Regions from separate parts of the Sus scrofa genome. Here region 1 is linked to region 2. Evidence: chromatin contacts called from public Hi-C data. All regions are on one chromosome and are shown on one strand. Each heading gives the region's core, a stretch centred on a gene start, on an enhancer-like site or on the middle of the called end of the contact. The rest is flanking DNA. Distances are from core to core; before and after follow the strand shown.

Region 1 (4,684 bases), core at 971-3,470, 280 kb after region 2:
AGGGTGCTGAGCTACCTGCTGAAGAGAGAACCAGCTGACCTTCCTGGTGACTCATCAGGAAACAGTCCTCAGTACAATCTAGTTCTTTCTTATTCATGAGCAGTTAGAGCTATCTCCCAATGGGGACCAGGCCAAGGCTATCTTATCTCTAGGTTGTCTCAGCTTAATGGCAGAGCCTGGCCTAGGTTGGTGGCCTGGCAGATCCTTCACCCCACCTCTGGAATGAGGTTGGGATCTTTCCTGTCCTGACTTCTCTGGATTCTACCTTCAGTTGTCTCTCATGTTGCTGAGGTAAATGAAGTCTTTTTAAATGTTAATGTTAAGTAAATAAATAAATCTTAGTCCATCTGCTGTTTGGAAAGATTCTTCTGTGCTAGAGAGAGAAATATAATTCTAACTTGTGTTCCTTGGCCCCTGGAAACGCTATTCACGAGAGTCAGTGCAAGTACCCAAGCCTCACTGCCTTTTAGTAGCCCTCTGTCCCTGAGGGGAGTATGCAGCACCAAGTCGTGTGTCTTCATGTTGCTCTCTTACCTCAGGAAATCAGAATAATGCTAGCAAGGCCAGTGGCCTAACCTTCACTGTGGAGCCTGCCCAGTCTGGTCTCCACATTCAGGAGAAAGGAGCTGTATTTACTAAGTATCTCCGTGTGTTTGCCACAGTTTTACTTGCTCCCCACCAAAAATGTTCAAGGTGAATAAGTGCCCTTATTTTGCAGATGAGGAAACAGAGGTTAAGTCATTTCACTAAAGTCACAGAGTTACTGAATAATACAGCTAGGACTTGAATCCAGATCTGACACCACAGCCTCTTGTGTGACTCTAGAATGGCAGCAGTGTCTATTCCTAATGCCTTGCGGCCTGATTTGGCATCACCTGGGCATAGGAGCATACTGCTGCCCAGTCCCCAGCCAGCACAGCACTGGCTGCCTGCTTTCTCCTCTGAGAGGAAAGAGGAAGGGTATGTGCATAGCTTACTCCTCACTCTGCACCTGGGTTCTCCATCTCTGCTTAAGGTGAAGAGGGAGCCAGCCCTGGCCCTGCAGCCTTCTGGGGAGCTCACAAGCCCTGAGCTTCATATCCACATCCATTCCGAATCCCAGCCCCCACCCCCAAAAAAGCTCCCAAAGCTTCCCCCCAGAATTCAGCACACGAAAGCTAAGACTCCTCCAGAGTCCAACAGAGTCTGAGCAAAAGAAACCAAAGGACAACCTGCCTAGAGCGAAGCCTGCAGGATTCAGTGACCCGGCAGCCCTCACTGGCCTCCTGCCAGCAAGCAGCCCAGCTTCTCTTTGCATTTTAATGCGGAGGGAGCAAGGGAGCCTTTGCCATTGCCAACTAGAGCCCCTGGATACAATGGGAAGGCAGAGAAGGAGGGGGGCCAGCTCTTGGCATAAGAGAGCCAGTCTTCCTTCTTGCTGTTCCAAATCCAGTGCGTTTGGGGGGAGGGGTAGCCGAGCTTATCCCTAGAGAAGGCATCCTTTCCCACCAACACTTCGCTAGACTCCAGGCTTCATCAGGCAAAAGGTAGAGAGAGAAGATCAGTCAAGCCAGCCCCCAGTCCCTGGCCCACCCAGAGCCCTGTGCTCTAGTGCTAAGCCGACTCTACAATGTGCTGGCTATCCCTCTCCTGCTGTGTGGTTACAGCATCTTTTGTATGTGTTCATCTTCCAAAAGCCAGTGACCCTAACACTATACATTCCTCCAATGATGCTTGGAAAGAGACTGGATGCCTTGGGGTCAAGTCAGCGGGAATGATGCAAATTTCAGCACATCTTAAATGAGCATCTCCTTTCCAGGGTGATGCGGGGGGGGGGCGAAGGGGAGGGCTGCTAATGACACCCAGGCCTCACAGGGCCCATAGAGACCCCTGGTCCAGAAACAGTGAAACTGGAAGTGGCTTGCAACTCTGAGGTCTCTTCTAGATGCGCCTTGCAAAAGTCAAAGCAGGATCTCAAGAGGAAAGGGAAGCTGATGAGGCAAGGCTATCCTTCCAGGGAGCTTGAGTCTGGATGCTGGACTTACACACACACACACACACACACACACACACACACACACACACACACACACTCCTTCCCAAGGGGCTGGCTGGGCCCCTTCTCACTGCCAAGTTGCATTGCAAAGTTGTGTGGTTACCTCCCCCCAGCTTCCCGCCCGCCCACCCGTGCCCTCAGCCCTCGCCTCCCTGAGCTGGGACAAAGCCTCAGAGAGGGGAACAGGAGGAGGGACAGAGAGATGGGGAAGGCTGCACAAAGGAATTCCTCACCCCAAGCCCCCTGACCGACAGCGAGTAAAGAAGCAGTTCTGCTCGCCCTCCCCCGTCCTCCCTCCCATCTTCCCACCCTGGCCGGGCATGGGCCAAAGAGTAGCTGCAGGCCTGGGGAGAGGACCCACATAGCCTCCTGTAGGTGGCAACAGTGCCACCTGTTTGACTGGTGGGGCTGAGCCAAGGACTGGAAGAGGGAGGAGGCAGACAACTCGGAGAAGAGCTGGGAAGCTGTGCAGTGCAGAGAGCAGAGCAGAGCTGCCGCTGAGAAAAGGTGTGAGGGTTCGGGAAGGCTGGGGGCCGCAGGCGGGAGTGGTGGGGCAGAGACCGGCTCCTCCCGGCAGGGACTGGGCCCAGGGACTGAGGAGCAGCCCTGGACAGCTTCCCTGTTGGGAGTTTTCTGTCTGCTCAGATCCTCATCCATCCCACAGATAGCTCCTGGAGGGAGGTGTGATCCTGGAAGGCTGTGTCTGGGTGTAGGGGCAGGACCCATGCTGACTGAGCCCCTGATTGCAGGCTGCTACCACCCAGTCCCAGCATGGGAAGAGGCAAGGGGCCTCCCTTTGGGTTGGCTTTTTCCTGGGAGGGAGTCTCAGGGAGAGGAGAGGTTTCCTTCCCAGCCCGACCCCCAGCTCTAGCCCCCCAACTTCATGCCCTACCCCAACCCTCCTTTTCTAAGGACAGCATAGGGTAAGAAGTGCAGTTTCAGGAGCAGCCACACCCTCTCTTCCAGGGGCCCAGCCACTGTGCACCCCAAGACCCCACAGCCTCCGGCGAGCCCAGATGACAAGGCAAGAGTCATGTTCCTCAGACCACACTCCCTTTGGGTGTATCCAGAGGCCCCTTTACATACCCTAAGCCACCTAGAAACCCATTTTACTGACAGCCACTAGTGGGTACACACATTCAAATGCTGCCACAAATCTCACATCCTCTTATGGAGAATCACAACCACACACCCAGCCTAGTTTGGGAATCAGTAAGCCATCTGGGTCTCAGCATGACCCCAAAGTGCAAGGTCCAGGGATCCCCTGCCCCAAGATAACCACACCCCCATACACACCTTTGCCCTGTATTTGTTGTACTTTCACCAAAGTGACCTCAGAGGGTGGGGCCCCTGAAAGGGGGAAGGCGGGAACTGGGTTCCTGGCTGGGGTGGGGGAGATGGCTGGGCAGGAAGGGACAGGACCTGAGGTGAAAGGGCTTAAATTTTCCAGGTATGTGCGCACAGGAAAAGGGTTCCTTCAGAAGGCAGGGAGTGACCCAGGCAACCTGTTCCCCCTCAAGGCTTCCCCTTATTGGTAGTGCCCCCCTGCCCCCTGGGAGGTGGAGACAGAGAATCTTTCAGGCTGGGGCCTTGTGATGTGTACAATCTCTGAATCCATAGCAACTGGCCAACTAGCCAGCCCTCCCTCAGCCCCAGGTCAGAACTGGTGCCTCTGCTTCAGGTTACTCCTTGGTTCCTGTGGTTGAAGAATGCATCTCAGAGCTACCTGAAGCTTGGCCAGATCTGCCCCAACTTGCTAAACCCTGTTTGCCCCACCCCAGGCACTTTCTCCAGAGTCCCCACCCCAGTCAAGCACTCCATCCCCAGATAGGGATGCTGTTAAAAGGGGAGGAGTTGGAGAGAGGGTGTGTATCCTGCCCTGAGGCTGGACCTCCTGGGTGTCTAACTGACTTTCCAGGTATGCAGAAGTAAGGGAAAGAAAGACCCCGGAAACTGTCTCCTTTGCTTAACTCCTCGTCCAATCTGGCACTTGGGCCTGCCCTGTGACCTCTGTTGCCAAGCAGCAGCCCAGGCCTCTGCTCCTCCCCCCCCCAACCCCGGGCTCCTCAAATATCCTGAAAGGGAGGCTGGGATCTGTCTTCTGTCAGGATCCCTGATAGCCAAGTGTCCCTTCATTTAGACCCTCACCATGGCCGAGTCCCGCGGCTGCTGCTCTGTCTGGGCCCGCTGCCTCCACTGTCTGTATAGCTGCCACTGGAGGAAATGCCCCAAAGACAAGATACAAACCAACAAGGTGAAGTATGGGTGGGGTGGGGATGGTGGATGGAAGTCCAAGGCAGAGATCCCTGGGAAGGGATAAAAAGACCAGATGTGTTCAGAGGCAGGGGTGGGGAAAGAGAGAAAGAGGCTTTCTCTCCCCAGGAGGAAGCTCCCCTCAAATACAGGAAGAGCTGCCCACAGAGCAGAGCAGCCCCAGGCTTGGCAGGAAGCCCCCCTGAGCTGCCATCCGTTGCAGATTCAGCCGAAGTGAAGATCCGGCTATGAGCTTCTCTCCTGCCTCTTTGCAGTGCGAATGCATCTGGTTCGGCCTGCTCTTCCTCACCTTCCTCCTTTCCCTGGGCTGGCTGTACATCGGGCTCATCCTTCTCAATGACCTGCACAACTTCAATGAGTATGTCACAGACTCGC
Region 2 (4,191 bases), core at 1,216-3,715:
CATCTAGTGCTATTGCTGGCAGTACAGGTACAAATATCAGTAGAATATTACTCACTCAAGACAAAACAGCAGTAGAGCAAAGAAGGTCTAACCTACCAAGTGCCTCAATTCAGACAGGCAGGAAAGGGTCTATTATAACATTTTTCTCATAATTCACACAGTTTATCTAAGATAACAAATCTGTGTTCATCCACACATGACAAATGAACATCTATCAATTCGATCAGTGAGTCACAACAGGAAATACTTGAAAGGTCATCTCATTTCTATAGTGATGCATCTCATTTCTTAAGATGCTTCCTACTGTTTTCTTGGACTCTGGGTTTTCCCTGTTCCAACTCACTCTGTATACTGTTGCCCAGTTAGTCATTGCTCTAGCTCTGTGACCTTGGGTAAGTCACCTAACTTCTCAGGGCCCTGGTTTCCTCACTTGCTAAATGGGGGGACTGCATTAGATTAGTGCTTTCTATACTGTGTTACTTAGACCCTTTGAATCCCCTGAAGTGAGGGAGGTGCTTTGGTTCCTTGGGTACCACTGCACAAATTGGGGAAAAGAGCAGGTTTCTGTGTATCCACTTCAAACACAGCAGCCCTTTTAGAAATTATAGACCTGTCCAAAATTTGGTTTGGAAAAAGAGTTCTGCTACCACGAAAAGTTTAAATACCGTTATAAGATTTCTAAGGGCCCTTCTAGTTCCCCTAAACCAAGATTTAAAAAAAAAACTCCCATACACAACAGGGATTTAATGTGATAAAAATGTTTACACACAGAGGCACAATAAACAGCTTATTTCTTTTTTCCTAACCACTTTTTAATCTTGGTATTATCTCAAAATAAGATGCAATGCAATATTTGAAATGATAATCTGATTATATAATATACACTGAAAGTAATTGGCAACCCTCATGAAGACTGTCCTTTTGAAAGCCATAGAAAAATGGCTTACAAAGTTCAGGACCAAATTCAAATTCTGCATGTTATTTTTTTCTCTTAGGTAATAGTAAATGCTGTGTCATAATCCAAACAAATGTGCGAGAACAAATTATCTTTAGTCTCTCAATTACTGACTCTCTAACTCTTCTCCACAAGTACCATCTTTCTTCTTTGTATTCCTGGCCAAGGCTGACCCTGAAAGTTCAGTTTATTAGAGTCATTAGAGGTGCTAGACAAATCAAATAGGTAATTTGACAGAGCCTCCCTTCCTCCTCAGCTTCTAAAGCAGATTGCAAGAGATTTATTAGAATCACCTGGGAAGCTTTTTCAACCCACACTTATGCCCCACTCTCCTCTCCTTCTTGCCAAGCGCTGTTTTAGCTTGGGGCTTCTTTCTGTCCCACATAAAAGGCCTCTCCATTCTTTTAAATCCTACTCAATTTAAGACGGATGGAGTAAAAACAGTTGAACCTGCAAGACATTGGCTTTGTGACAACTGGTTGGGCAAGCCACTTAACTTATCTGGTCTCAGCTTTTTCCTCTGATTTTTGAGGTCCCCTTCCAACTTTGAAATTCTATGACCTAATGTCATGTCTTTGAAGCTTTCTGACTACTCCTGGCATAGAATGACTTCTTGTCATTTCTTGGTTTTCCAACAACCTGTGCAATACAGCATATCTTCCAGTTATATACTGTCCTATATTGCCCTCTAGTTGTTTTTACATGGAAAATTTTTTCTTCTCAATGATAGTTAAAATATATTTAGTTTTAAAAGCTTATTTTCCAGAGCAGGTAGCATGTGTTTTACTTAATTCTCCTAGGATACCTCGGGGGTGTCCTTAGGTAATCAGTATATATTTATATTGACTTGTTCAAAGGAATGTGGTCCCTTCTTTCAAAGTCCTGGAATTATATTTTTACATCAGCGCTGTCCAATAGAAATGTAATATGAGCCACAAACGTGAGCCTGATATGTAATTCTAAGTTTCCTAGTAGGCACATTAAAAAAGTGAAAATACACAAGTGAAATTAATTTTAATAATATATTTACCCCAATACATACAAAACATTAGAATTTCAACATGTAGTCAGTGTAAAAATTAAGATACTTCATATTTTTTCATAATAAGTTGTCAAAAACCGGTGTATAGTTGATATTTACAGTACATCTCAGTTCAAAAGAGCCGCAGACAAGTGCTCAATGGCCCCATGTGGCCAGTGGCTACCATATTAAGCAGCGCAGTTCTGTGTAACTGGGCTGCTTTCCAAAGCTATCACTTATTTTTTATTCAGGTGATATCAGGCTCACGTTTGTGGCACTTAATGAGTGCCAGAGGGGTGCAAAAATTAATATTCTGGCACAGGAGATAGGTTTGTAAATCACTAGCGGAAATAGTGGTAGGTGTTCTGATAGAGATGCAGAGAAAATGAAAATTTTCTGTGACTTGGCAGGGGAGAGGAGCTCAAGGAAGGTTTCACGGAGGAAGTAACTTTTGAGTGGGTGTGTGGTGTGGTGTGTAGGAGGGGTGACTGGGAAGGGGGCGGACGAGGATTGGCTGGGAGGAACCCAGCTCTCCGGCTGCTGGGTGGACGGAAGCCGGAGGGGGGCGCTACTCTCACTTCGCGCTCGGACGCGTAGACCTGCGCACCGAGCGAGCGTCGCGGAGGCCAAGTCCCCGGCCGTCCCGGCCGGTTAGCCCAGGGAGCACCTTGCGAGGTAAGGCGCAGGACTGGCCAGCTCATGGAGCGCGCCCGCCCTCGCTCCCTATTCGGTCTCGGCCTCAGAGCCCACAAGAAAATTTTCTTTCCAGCCCGGGGTGGCGACGAGGAGCCAAGCGTAAAAGCGGCGCCTAGGGTTTGCTTGTTTGTCTGCGTGTGTGTGTTCGTAACAGATGTCTACTACTTGTAATAGGCAGCCTGGTAAAATGAGTCTGTGGAAACGGTTGCTAGGCTCAGTTAACTGCCGCCTCCGGAAGTTTTCAGCCGCTTGTGTAACAATGGGGCTACCGGACCAATGCGGTGCCCCTTCCGGTTTTGTCCCTTTTCTCCGAGCTCATTACCACCAAGGTTGCCTTTGACCCCGGAAGTGAGATCCTCCGGGTTCCTCCCTCCCTCAAGATGGCAGCAGCCGAAGATGAGTTACTGCTACCGCGGCTCCCCGAACTGTTCGAAACCAGCAAGCAGCTCCTGGATGAGGTGGAAGTAGCGACTGAACCCACTGGCTCCCGCATAATCCAAGATAAAGTGGTCAAGGGACTAGACCTCCTGAAGAAGGCTGCCGAAATGTTATCGCAGCTCGACCTGTTCAGGTATGGGAAGAGGGTAATAACGGCTGAGAACGGCTCAGAACGCAGGTAATAATGGTTACCCAGGGTGGAGCCATTGAGCCGGGGTGGAGGAGCACTTTAGAACCGGCAACCTTTCCTTTCTATTTCCCACTGCGATCTTTTGTACATTGTTTACATTCTCCACCTCCCTTCCGAGATAGTTAAGATCCCATGACTCTGCTCCCTAGTGTCAGCTATTTGCATAGGCATTGGGCGTGAGCGCTCAGCTAGCTGCTTTCATTGTAGAAAGCCGGCAGCTGTTCCCAGTGCGTTTTCCCTTTGTCCCACTCCCACCCACCCCCCTCCTAGGAGAGGAGTTTGAATGCCCAACCAGGCTTCACAGCCTCCTCTTTGCTCTTTCCAGCCGAAATGAAGATTTGGAAGAGATTGCTTCCACCGACCTGAAGTACCTGATGGTGCCAGCATTTCAAGGAGCGTTCGCCTTGAAACAAGTCAACCTCAGCAAACGTCTAGAACACTTGCAGTGGGCTCGAGAACACTTTTCAAACTATTTAACTCAGTGCCAATACTATCATGTGGCAGAGTTTGAGCTGCCCAAAACCAAGACCAACTCAGCAGAAAATAACACTGCTAATTCCTCCGTGGCCTATCCTAGCCTCGTTGCTATGGCATCTCAGAGACAGGCTAAGATAGAGAGGTGGGTCATTTGAGGACTGCTCAATGGCAGTGCCATCGGAGGGGAGGGGTGCATGTTTTTTTGGTTTGTTTTTTCTGGCAGGGGTGAGCTGGGAAACTGATGTAAACTCTTTGGGTTCTTACTGAGCGTAGTCCATGGTGAGAGCTAACTCTCCTGAGTTTTTCAAGAAGCCTCTGCCTTTGTTGAGATGATCATATCTAACCGTCAGACTCCTAGCACCTTACGATTGCTTATAGCAGAATGTCTCCCACTCTCTCTCAGGTAGCAGCATA

The links. A called contact is a pair of places that touch in the nucleus more often than the background predicts.
Region 1: a Hi-C map of liver shows a contact between it and region 2, with 3 times the contacts expected there. The contact joins the promoter of GDPD2 here to the promoter of IGBP1 in region 2. A contact is called at or near these places in 2 of 47 Hi-C or Micro-C datasets (liver and mesenteric adipose tissue) and 1 of 2 datasets of contacts at active chromatin or transcription factors (skeletal muscle).

What each region holds. Positions count from the first base shown.
Region 1 is chrX:56,447,210-56,451,893 of Sscrofa11.1, forward strand. It overlaps GDPD2 (glycerophosphoinositol inositolphosphodiesterase GDPD2), which reads left to right and starts at 2,221. Exons shown (of 16, transcript XM_003135152.4): 1 at 2,221-2,542; 2 at 4,176-4,289; 3 at 4,564-4,667. The coding sequence starts at 4,185. It overlaps KIF4A (chromosome-associated kinesin KIF4A), which reads left to right. Exons shown (of 31, transcript XM_003360353.4): 31 at 1-351.
Region 2 is chrX:56,171,308-56,175,498 of Sscrofa11.1, forward strand. It overlaps IGBP1 (immunoglobulin-binding protein 1), which reads left to right and starts at 2,466. Exons shown (of 6, transcript XM_001927370.5): 1 at 2,466-3,243; 2 at 3,626-3,919. The coding sequence starts at 3,053.